Regions from separate parts of the Sus scrofa genome. Here region 2 is linked to region 1. The links are chromatin contacts, called in public Hi-C maps. All regions are on one chromosome and are shown on one strand. The core of a region is the stretch at or near the end of the contact, and the rest is flanking DNA. Distances in the headings are between cores, read along the strand shown. Region 1 overlaps LOC110260653 (a long non-coding RNA gene). Region 2 overlaps LOC106507478 (a long non-coding RNA gene).

Evidence for each region. A called contact is a pair of places that touch in the nucleus more often than the background predicts.
Region 2: a Hi-C map of liver shows a contact between it and region 1, with 1.8 times the contacts expected there. A contact is called at or near these places in 4 of 47 Hi-C or Micro-C datasets (embryonic fibroblasts, liver and skeletal muscle).

What each region holds. Positions count from the first base shown.
Region 1 is chr5:14,228,166-14,233,646 of Sscrofa11.1, forward strand. LOC110260653 (a long non-coding RNA gene) reads left to right here. Exons shown (of 2, transcript XR_002343922.1): 2 at 5,112-5,316. Among named protein-coding and RNA genes, the nearest start is that of NUAK1, 140 kb to the left of the region's middle.
Region 2 is chr5:14,331,808-14,337,288 of Sscrofa11.1, forward strand. All of the region lies in intron 2 of LOC106507478 (a long non-coding RNA gene), which reads right to left. Among named protein-coding and RNA genes, the nearest start is that of NUAK1, 240 kb to the left of the region's middle.

The DNA.
Region 1 (5,481 bases), core at 991-3,490:
CTGACACCTACAGGTTGCATGTAACAACTTGTTGTGGCCTCAGAGGTAGAGGGGATTGGAGAGGGGCAAGGCGAAGGTAGGGAGACCAGCTGGGAGGCTGTCACCATACAAAGAGAAACGAGAGGGACTGAGATGATGCAGTGGCAGTTCTCACTGTATGAATACGGAGGCACCCAGTCCATAAAAATGAGTGATTCCCTTGTCGTGGAGTTTACCTTGTATCAGTTTAAAACAACCCTCTTGGTCCTGTCCACAGTGCACTTTTGCTGGGCTTTCTGCATCATCCGGCAAGGCTGCTGGCCCCTCTCCTCCGTTCCCACCATCCCACATCATAGCACTTCTGAACCCCCGACCCTGTCCTGCTTTTCCTTTCTTCCCCCCCCCCAGCCAGTATCACCTTTTAATTTACCAAATAATGTATTCATTATTATTGTTTATTATCTGTCCCCCCTCTCCCCACTAGAATGGAAGCTCTGGGGGGCAGGGATCTTCATCTGCTGTGTTTCACTGCTGTATCCTGCCTAGGACAGTGCCTGGCCCATAGCAGGTGCTGAACCCCTATCTGAGAAATGAGTCATGAGGAACCATCCTTCTGTTCACCTTTGTCTTCATTTCAGTTCCTTTGCTCCTCATGTCCCCCTCTTATGATTAGAAGGATGCTGAGATAGATGTCCGCTCGACACTTCCTATTTGTCCTAGAAAATTATTATCAGAGTGTTGTTTTAATTTGAGACTTTAACACACTGGTCTTTTCTTTTAAACTACAGAGTCTTTCCAGAACTGGGCAGTTTTTCTTTCTGTTTGCTTTTCCTTTGATGGACAGAGGCTTAGCTTAGTCTAAAGTTTGCCAGCAGAGAGGGCTGGAGAAATAAACAGCTTTGGTGCCTTTTACTCTCCCGTGGATTCCAGGAGGTGTCCTTGGAGTATGTAAACCCCATCCTCAGGTTGCCCTTCTTCAAATGTGGATAAGCCTGAGCAAGACTGGTCCTCTGACTTAAAGGCACTTGGGACCTGCTCTTTGAGGACTGAAGGCCGTGAGAACTGACCACCTGCCCCCAGCCTTGCTCTTCCCTCTTGGCTGCATCCCTCTCACAATCCTGCTTCCTTTGATTTGCCGTGCACCCAAGTATCCCAAGATGGTATCGTGGTCTATGCTGGGAGTAGTGCCTTCTAGAAGGATCTATAGGTGAAGGAGCGAGAAGAAGATCAGGGCTCTGGCTGGCTCAGAAGACAGTTTCCCGGTTGCTGGGGCAAGAGCCTGTCTTTTTTGGATTCTGGTCCCATAGGGAGAAGCAGCATGAGTGGTATATAGAGTGTTGGCATCTGCTTTTTGGGGGTTCTGCTATTCTGGCTCAAGGTGGAGCCTGTGAAACAAAGCTCTAGATTGTACTTTGTAGTGGCCTCTCCTTCCATACCATGGATGGTGGGACGCCTCCTAGAAATCATGTGATTTACCATCTTTTGTTCACTCCATGGGGGATGAGTGTCTTTTGGTGCAGCTCCATGGGCATTTGAATAGGAGGCTTGGAGGGGGCTTATGTGTAAGGTCTCCACTGCTGTCATGGTAACCCAGACGCCACTTGGCTAATCCGTGGCTCATCCCTGTTTATTTTCCTTTGTCTTCCAGTACGGTTTTGATTGGCACACATGACATTTTACGATCTGGCTTCTCCTGGGCCACCTCTCATCTTCCCCTCTTCACAGAGCCTGCTGCCCCTATGAAAACCCCTGCAATTCCCTTCCATCACTGTTTTGTCTTGGCGACTGACTCTTTGAGGCTCAACTCAAATGTCACTTCCTTTCTGGAAGCCTTTTCTGAGCTTTTCAGTCAACATTTAATCATTGTTTTTGAAAAGGCTAGCTAATGAGTGCCTGCGATGTGGCAAGTCCTGGCTGGGTACTGGCAAAAAAAATGGGGAGTAGAGCAGATGTGGTCCCCACTCGTGGTCTAGTGCTGGGAATAGAAATGGAATACATCTTCATACTCATTAAAAGGGGGGGGGGCAGAGTGGGAATTCTTCCCCATGTCTGATGTTTCTTTCTACGTGGGAGAAGCTCTGCTAGAATTCCTGGCCTTTTGAATTTTTGAATTGGGGATCAGGACCTGGGAATGGGCCTCTCAGCCTTTTCTTCTTTCTTTCTCTGATACGTAATTCACTTGGCAGGAAGCAATTGAGGTTGTCGTGGCCAGGCCCCCACATGGGTCCAGGCGGGTTGTAGGTCATGGAAATCCAGCATTGCCTCTAACTGACAGGGTAGGTAAGTTGGCCTGATTCTGACGTTTAGCCTGACAAAGTCTATTTGCTTCTAGGCTGCAAGTCACATTCTCTAATATCAGCTTATTTTTAAATGTTATCTCTCCATGGATCCAGGGTCAGGGAAAAAGAACACAATTAGTTGGGCTCTATCAAACCTCAACAAGAGGATTAAGAGTAAAATTTTGAGCAGAATGTCTAGTTAATCCTCTCGAAGTACCTTTCTCAAATCTATGATGATATTATTTACATTGCTGTAATGATCCATATCTATTTGCCTTTTCCTCCTCTGGAGGGTGAGTCTTTGCTTTTGGTTGTGCAATTTGTGCTCCGGACAAAGGTGTCCGGTCTGGGGGACAAAATGGGTGTTAAAGTCCTGCCAGTGCTGTGCCGGTCAGTAGCTGTGTCTTTGTCTGGGGCCACATCAGCTCAGAGGGTGAGGCACCTTTTTTCAAATTTGCACAAAACCTCGCCATGTGCCGACAAAGCCCTATGTCCTTGTGTTTGATGAATGAATACGTGCCTACTCTTTAGATGGGCTGCACTTAAATGTAATCCTTCAGAAGGGAGGACTGGCATCCACTTTTAACTCATTTTTCATCATCTACTGTAAAAGACAAGAAGCCGATATATCATGCAGGGCCCAGGAAGAGTTGTGAAGGGGGAGTATATCTGCTTTGCCAGGTTACTCCCTTAATTTCCATTGTTATTATTTTATATTAGTATTATTGTTATTATTACATTTTAGAGTAGTGGGGAAAAAAAGCAATGGATTTAAAGGCAGGAAACCTAAAATCTGAACCTTAGACTCTTTGATTCTAAATGGAAATCCTGTAGATCTCAATGGTTTGTGGTAAGGACAACGCAAGACATTACACGTGAAAAAGTGTTGCACACCATAAATTCCTACAGGTGTTAGAGGTTATTCCTATTCCTATTCCCTGATGGCCTAAATTATCCTCAGAAGTGGTTGCCAGCTTAATTAATGTGTAAGACTTGCTCTGGCAATGTTGATTCTAATGATAACAACATAACACGCTTATTTCTAGAAAACACCTAGAGCCATCTCTTTGAATTATTTATTTTCCAACAGGTTTTTATTGGTCTTGCAATGTAATTTGAAGGGGTCTGAGCCTACCTGCTAACGAGCATTCCATTTAGCATCTGCATGTCTTACTCTGCACATATGTCTGCTTCTCTTTCTGTGGTTTAGCAGTTGGTTAAAGAGCTGATTTCAAACAGATTCTTCTTGACGAAGCCATTCTGCTCATCAATGAGACTTTGCCCCATCTCACACTTTTTCTAACCAGATGAATTCTAACAGATCCGGAGAATCTTTCCAATGTCCTTCTGTATTAAAGTCCTTCGAGAGTGTAACCCTGATGATTTTGTTGAAAAGGGCGGAAAACCCCCAGTTGATCCAGCAGATGGTAGAGGCATCAACAAGTCTTTGTGTTTCTCCATAATCTTCCAGACTATAGTTCCCAAGAAATACACAGCACAAGACATAGAGTAGATGAGGCAGGTAGAACAACCTCAAGGGCAAAAGCAAAGTCAAAGCAGGAAGACTGGAAAGCTTAATGGCTAAGGACATGGATACCAGATGGGTTGGAATCCACATATCCCACCGCTGGAATTAGACAGGCCTGGTTCAAATCCCAGCTCTACCACATACTTTGTTTTAGCCTCAGTTTTCTGGTCATGAAAATGTGGCTAACAGTCCTCACTCCATAGCATTGGCAGAGGGATCAAATGAGGAATATGCTCTAAGAACAATGTCTGGAGCACAGTAGTCACCCATTACTTGGTTGTCAGGACTCTAATTATTCTGTCACTTGTAATGTCTTGATTGGTAGTTTGTAGACACTGCAGAATGTAAATAAAGCAGCTGTGGTGGTGAAGAGCTTGGGAAGTCAGATGACCTCAGTTCGAAACCCAGCTCTGCCTTTTTCCAGCAGTGTGAGCGTGGACAAGTCAGCTCAACGTCCCCAAGCCTCAGTTTCTTCCTCTATAAAATGGGAATAAATCAGGATCTAGTCACATGGTTTTGAGACACCTAAATCACACAATGAAAGCAAAGAACTTGGATAGCGGACATCCCAAGGAGACCAAGGGCCCTTGACTCTTTCATGTTCCTACCTAAGCCTTGACGTTGTTGCTGCAAGGGAAAGAGATTCTGGCTCTGGGCCACGAGGGAAGTCTGAAGACAGACTGGGGGCCCCCATATCAAGGCTGTGCCTTGTACCTGAAATTCTTTCCAGGTAGCAGACTTGGGTGTGTGATCTTTGGTGTTTCCCAGCATTCTCAGCTTGTCAGGACACAGCAACTCAGCCAGAGGGAGCTGACAGGGCAGGACCAAGCATCATGGCTAAACATTTGCAATCAAGCAATTCAATTCCTATTCCCACCCCTTACAGCTGTAGGACCTTAGGCAAATTACTTAATCTTTTGGAGCCTCAGTTTCTTGATCTGTAAAATACAGGTAATAATAACACCTGCTCTCTACAGTAATATGAGGATTAAATGAGATGATTAAGGCAAAATGGTTAGTGCCTGGCTCAATAAATGGAAACTATTTTTATTGGATCAGCAAAAATCATTTGCTGCAGTTCTGTGACTAGTTATTGAATATTCACCCTTTGTCAGATACTGTGCCAGTTACTATGAGGCGCCACTAGGTTATTCAATGAATTTTTTGAGTATTTTCTGTATGCTAGACATTATATGAAGTGCTTATCTATCAAAATCTTCAAAAGTCTTGATAAAATATCCTTCAAGACTATTCAGTTCTACGCCTCTGTGAGACCCCAGTTTATAAACCAGTTTTTTTTTTTTTTTTTCTGGCTACACCTTCAGCATGCAGAAGTTCCCTGGGCCAGAGACTGAACCCATGCCACAGTTGCAACCTGCGCCATAGCTGCAACAATGCTGAACCTTTAACCCACTGCTCCACCAGAAAGCTTCCTGAACCAGTTTTTCTTAATCCATGCGCCAAGCATGAAGCCAAGAACTTTGTGAACAATTGGAAATAAAAAGAGAAATAAAACTTGGCCCTACCATGGCGAGGGGTCCAGTCAGCAGTCAGGGAGGGCCATTTTGACCCCCCTGTCTTACTGTTTCTTTCTTTGAATGTCATCTATAGTTGAGTTCACTTTTGTGAGGTGTCCTATGATTATATTAATTAATTGAGTAGATACGTACTGTGTACCTGCTATGTGCAGCTCAT
Region 2 (5,481 bases), core at 1,029-3,528, 100 kb after region 1:
AGGGCTCCCAGTTCCCTGCGTCCCCAAGCCAAGGGCCCCCTGGGAGGAGAGGTAAGTCTGTGGACATCCCAGGAGTGGCCTGGAGAACAGGCCTGGGACACACAGATGCTCAGAGCAGGGCCACTTATTTCTGGAGAACAGGAAAGGCTGGACCACCTGATGAAGTACACTGAACTCCACGTGGGATGCGCGTGGGAACAGCACAGGACGAAGCCCACACAGTCCTACTAAGCGAGGGCCTCATCCCATACAGTTAATGCAGAGCAGACCTTTATAGACAGGGGGGCTCAGTCTCCAGAGCTGGAGACCTGGCTTCTGATGCTGGCTTTGCTCACTGCCCATGTGACCTTGGGCTGCTCACTGCCCACATGACCTCGGGCTAATCCCCTTCAAGCCTCAGTCTCCTCTTCTGTAAAATAGGGCTAGTAAAAGTAGCAGTAGTAGTAATAAGTACAGACACTATTGAGCACATACTGCATGCTCCGACTTTTCTATGCATATTCCACGTACTATTTTATTGAGATTCTATGTAAGGACAGCCCTCGGGGTGGGTTCTAATATCATCCCCATTTTAAAGACAGCAGGGTTCATCGAAGAGGGCTGAGTCAGGAGGACTCAATGAGTTACCGTCTATAAAGATCTAAATGCATACAATTAGGTCCACGTTAAAATAACCCCTCCCTCTCTCTCCTTCCCACCCCCTCCCCCCTTCCCTGTCCTTTCATTCTCCATCAGGAGTCAGCCTTGCCCAGACCAGATTCCTCCATTCTTCTGCGAGGGGACAAGCCTGAGCTCCTCCTAGGGCTGTGATGAGCTGACCCACTGATGTTTTGCAGCCTTGGTTCACCTCTTGGCGTCTGGCTCCGCACGGGCACGTGGTGGGAGCCGGGGCAGCACGTCTGGGCTGCACTGTCCGTGGCGTGTAAGTGGCCCCTGAAGCTCTTTCTCAAATGTGCTTGCTTGTGCCCCTCGGATTGACCCATAAAACCCAAGCCTCTTTGGAACAACAAAGGCAGCGATCAAATTTGTTTTTCCTCTGGAGCCCGGCAAATGGCTTTTCAGTGTGTCTGTCCCAGGGGGCTTGGATGTCCAACACCACGTGGCTGTGACTGCAACTATGGAAGCCGGCTGGAGCTGCCCGGTGTTCCCGTGCTACTCTGCGCTCCCCGGGGAGCAAGCCGGCCACCTCTCAGGAGTGCCTGCCTTCTGAGCAAGGCGAGGTTCCAGCAAGCTGAATCGCAATTCCTTTTTGATGCCACCATAGCAGAGCCCTGTCCGGAAGCAACACTGGGCATACTGGGGGTTTTGGGGTTGTTGTTTTTGGTCTATTTAGGGCTGCACCCATGGCATATGGAAGTTCTCAACGAGGGGTCCAATCGGAGCTGCCGCTGCCGGCCATGGCCACAGCAATGCCAGATCTGAGCCATGTCTGTGACCTATACCACAGCTCACGGCAACGCCAGAGCAGGGCCAGGGATCGAACCTGCATCCTCATGGATACTAGTCGGGTTCTTTACTGCTGAGCCACCATGGGAACTCCAAGGGCGTACTGTTGATTGGAGCAAATACAATGGGCTGGTCAGCTTTCCAGGTCCCAGAGAACACTCCACACAAGGGTCTTGGCATTGGCTGGTTTCTCCTGAGTGGGGCCCAGGTGGCCCAGCCCCACGGCACTGTCCTCCCAAATCAGCAGGGCAGGCTTCACCTTCACCTTCTCAGATTGGGTTACACGCTGAGCATCTGTTTCCCAGGATTCGGGGTGAGATCCTTGTTAATGTGAATTCTTACAGGTTGACAGGATGGTGGGAGAAAAGCCACCACCTCGTTAGGGGTGCAGGTTAACTGGGGGTGATTGATTTTCCATAGCTCTGAGAAGGCCTACAAATCCTTTGTATAAACACCAGTTTGACAGTGGAAACCATTTTCCCTTCTTCCACTGAGGGCAGCAGACAGAGTAAATATTGACAGATAGTCAGGTTTACTTTCCTAAGAGGCCCGAGGCAGGTAGATGGGGCAGGGGAAAGGCTTTGGTTAAGTCATTAGCAACCAAGGGAAAGCCAGTCTCGCTGGGCCCCATCTTTGATGTGGTCTTTGGTGGGAGGGGGGCTTTTATGAGGCTGAGGTACTGAGCTGGAACTTTGTAAGGCAGGGGTGCTCCACCCTGACCGGGCCGCAAAGCCATCTGGGCCTTGACCCCCCACCCCCACCCCCAGGGATGCTGGAGGCCTGAGCCGGAGCCCTGGCATCCATTGTGTGTTTACAAAGCTCCTGGTGGCTTTGATGTCAGCATCAAAAGGCGGTGAGCCTCTCTTAAGAGAAAAATGTTTGAGCTCAGCCTGACCCTTGATCCCCAGTCATCTCCCAGATATGCTGCTGAGTCATGAGAGCGTGGGGACAGTCTAGATGACACAAGATGTCACCTTAAGCAAAAGCTTTCAAAACGTGCACCTTGGCCATTGCTTGGAAGAAAGCCTCATCAGGTAGATGCCCAAGGGGACGTCCAAAAACTCTCAGAATAAAACCCAAATCCTGCCAGGCCCCACCTGGTGTCCTGCCCCTCTGATGATCCGTCTTGCTTCACACTCCCTGGATCACTGGCCCTGAGAGCTCCTTTCTCCCCAGGGCTCCACACATCATGTCCCCCAGCCCCGTCCCCACCTGAACGCTCTGCTCATTTATCCTGCTCCCCTGCAGGGCCTTCTCTGAACCCTGCCCCACAAGGCGTGCCCTGGTACCCTCTCTCCTCTGTCGGTTTCTTTAATTATGAATGTGGTTGGCTTTTTTTGCTTTTTAGGGCCACACTCTAAGCATATGGAAGTTCCCAGGCTAGGGGCTGAACTGGAGCTACAGCTGGGGAGCTGCAGCCGCCGGCCTACACCACAGCCACAGCCTTCTGGGATCTGAGCCTCGTCTGCAATCTCCACCACAGCTCATGGCAACACCGGATCTGCAACCCACTAGGCAAGGTCAGGGATCCAACCTGCATCCTCATGCATACTGGTCGGATTCGTTTCCACTGCTCCACGAAGGTTGGTGGTTGGCTTTTTGTTTGCTTCCCTATCAGACCCTAAGGTCCATGAGAGAGGGGCATCATTCCTGCCACCGCAGTTGTACCCGCAGAGTCCCACACAGTCCCTGGTACACAGCACGTGCCCAGCAGGGGTTTGTTCCGTGACTGCGTGGATCCATGCAGAGCTGAATGCATCCATCTTCTGCCCTCAAGGAATCTAGACACCTGCAGCCCGATGCTTCAAGAAGCTGCTTTTCTAAGGAAGACACATGTAGGGGCTGAAGCCGGAGCCACCATTCCTTCCTTCCTTCGTAAATGGCCCTCAACGTCTCCCGGCACTTTTTCCCAGTTCAGTCAGTTCCCTCCGACCTCACTCTGGGCTCCCGCTCCTTGACCCTCACTCAGGCAAAGCTCTTGCTTCCTTGTTGAGGGAGAATCTTGGACTAGGGGAAAACATCCCTCCAGGCTGCTCCTTTTCTCCTTTCCATCAAATGCATCTTCGTGTGGGCTCATTCATCCTCTACCCTGCAGTCTCTCAGCAGGTAAGATGTCTCGTGCTGAGATGGGCACTAGATTGGGACAGAGTGGGGCGGGGACACCTTGAGGCCAGGAGGAAGCTGCTAAGCAAAGGACAGGCTCCAACCTTCCCAGTCACCTTCAGCAGCCTCAGCCTTCTGGATGCCCTCAGAGGGGACCAGGGGCTCCCAGACAGTAGCCACCATGGACCATCTCTTCTCACCAAGTCTCTCCTCCCAATACCCTCAGCACTAAGCCCACAGAATAAAGATGAAGGCAGGTTCACCTTCAAGCTCATTTGAGTCAGACTGAGCATCTCTTCTCAACCCAACATACAGAGACACACAGATACACACAGACACACACACACACACACGAACACACTCAGCTGGACCCCTCAAAAAATCAACAGGAAAAAGGGGGAGAGTTCATTTTATTGTTAGACTGAAAATTTAAAAATATAATTCGGCCAGCCAGAATGGCCATCATCACCAGCCAGAATGGCCATCATCAAAAAATCTACAAACAATAAGTGCCGGAGAGGGTGTGGAGAAAAAGGAACCCTATTACACTGTGGATGTGACTGTAAATTGGTGCAACCACTGTGGAAAACAGTATGGAGATTTCTCAGAAAACTAAAAAGAGAACTACCATTTGATCCAGCAATCCCATTCCTGGGCATCTATCCGGAGAAAACCATGATTCCCAAAGACACATGTACTCTGATGTTCATCGCAGCACTGTTTGCAATAGCCAAGACAAGGAAACAACCCACATGTCCATCGACAGAGGAGTGGATCAAAAAGATGTGGTATATATACACAAGGGAATATTACTCAGCCATTAAAAGGAATGAAATACCAGCATTTTTAGCAACATGGATGGACCTAGAAATTATCATGCTAAGTGAAGTCAGCCATACAATGAGACACTAACATCAAATGCTTTCGCTGACATGTGGAATCTGAAAAAAGGACAAACTGAACTTCTTTGTAGAACAGATACTGACTCACAGACTTTGAAAAACTTATTATCCCCAAAGGAGACAGTTTGGGGGATAGGGGGATGTGCTGGGGGTGTGGGATGGAAATCCTATAAAATTGGATTGTGATGATCATTGTACAACTACAAATGTAATAATTCACTGAGTAAAAAAAAAATAAAAAATATAAATCAAGATGAATGAACAGTTTATGGAAATAGATTGAATTGCAGAATCGGGTTAGCACAGTAGCATGAGGTGCAAGACAGACAGACGAGGAGTTTGGGAGCAAACCTGATTTGTGCACCTCTATTTACTATACATTGATAAGTCATTGAACATTTGATCCTTAGTGGTATTGTCTGAAAGCTAGGAACAACTCCTAATTTTTTGAGGATTAAATGGTCATCTCAAAGTGAAAGTTTCTGGTACAAAGTAAAAACAAAGAATAACACAATTAACATTTATTGAGTGCTTACTATGCACCAGAAATGTTTCTAAATGTTTTGCCTTTATTAACTCATTTAATCCTCACAATAGCCCGTGGGTGTTATTCCTACTTTACAGGTGTGGAGACTGAGCCCAGAGAGATGGAGGACCATGCCAGCAAGGAGGGGCCAGAATCCCTGGACCTTGCCTGCTGTTCCTCACTGCCTCTCTGTTAGGAAAGACTGCTCTGCTTAGGCTGCAGTGAGGGCGCTTTTCCTGAGGGGAGAGAGGAAGGTCGTATCACTTTAAATCCTTCAGCATGAAAAGGCAGGTGAAAGCGGGAAGTTCTATCCAAAGATTGCAAAAATAATTCGAGCACATCATGCTTTCCAAAATATTTTGTTCTAAGCGAAGCAGAGAAGGTTTGAATTCCAAGGGCTGTCCTTCATCATGTAAGTGATCCTTCCCACCCTAACAACACAAAAATCCCCCTCTGTTGGAATTGGCCTGTCATGGGAGCTCCTACCTGTGTGAGGCAGCCAAA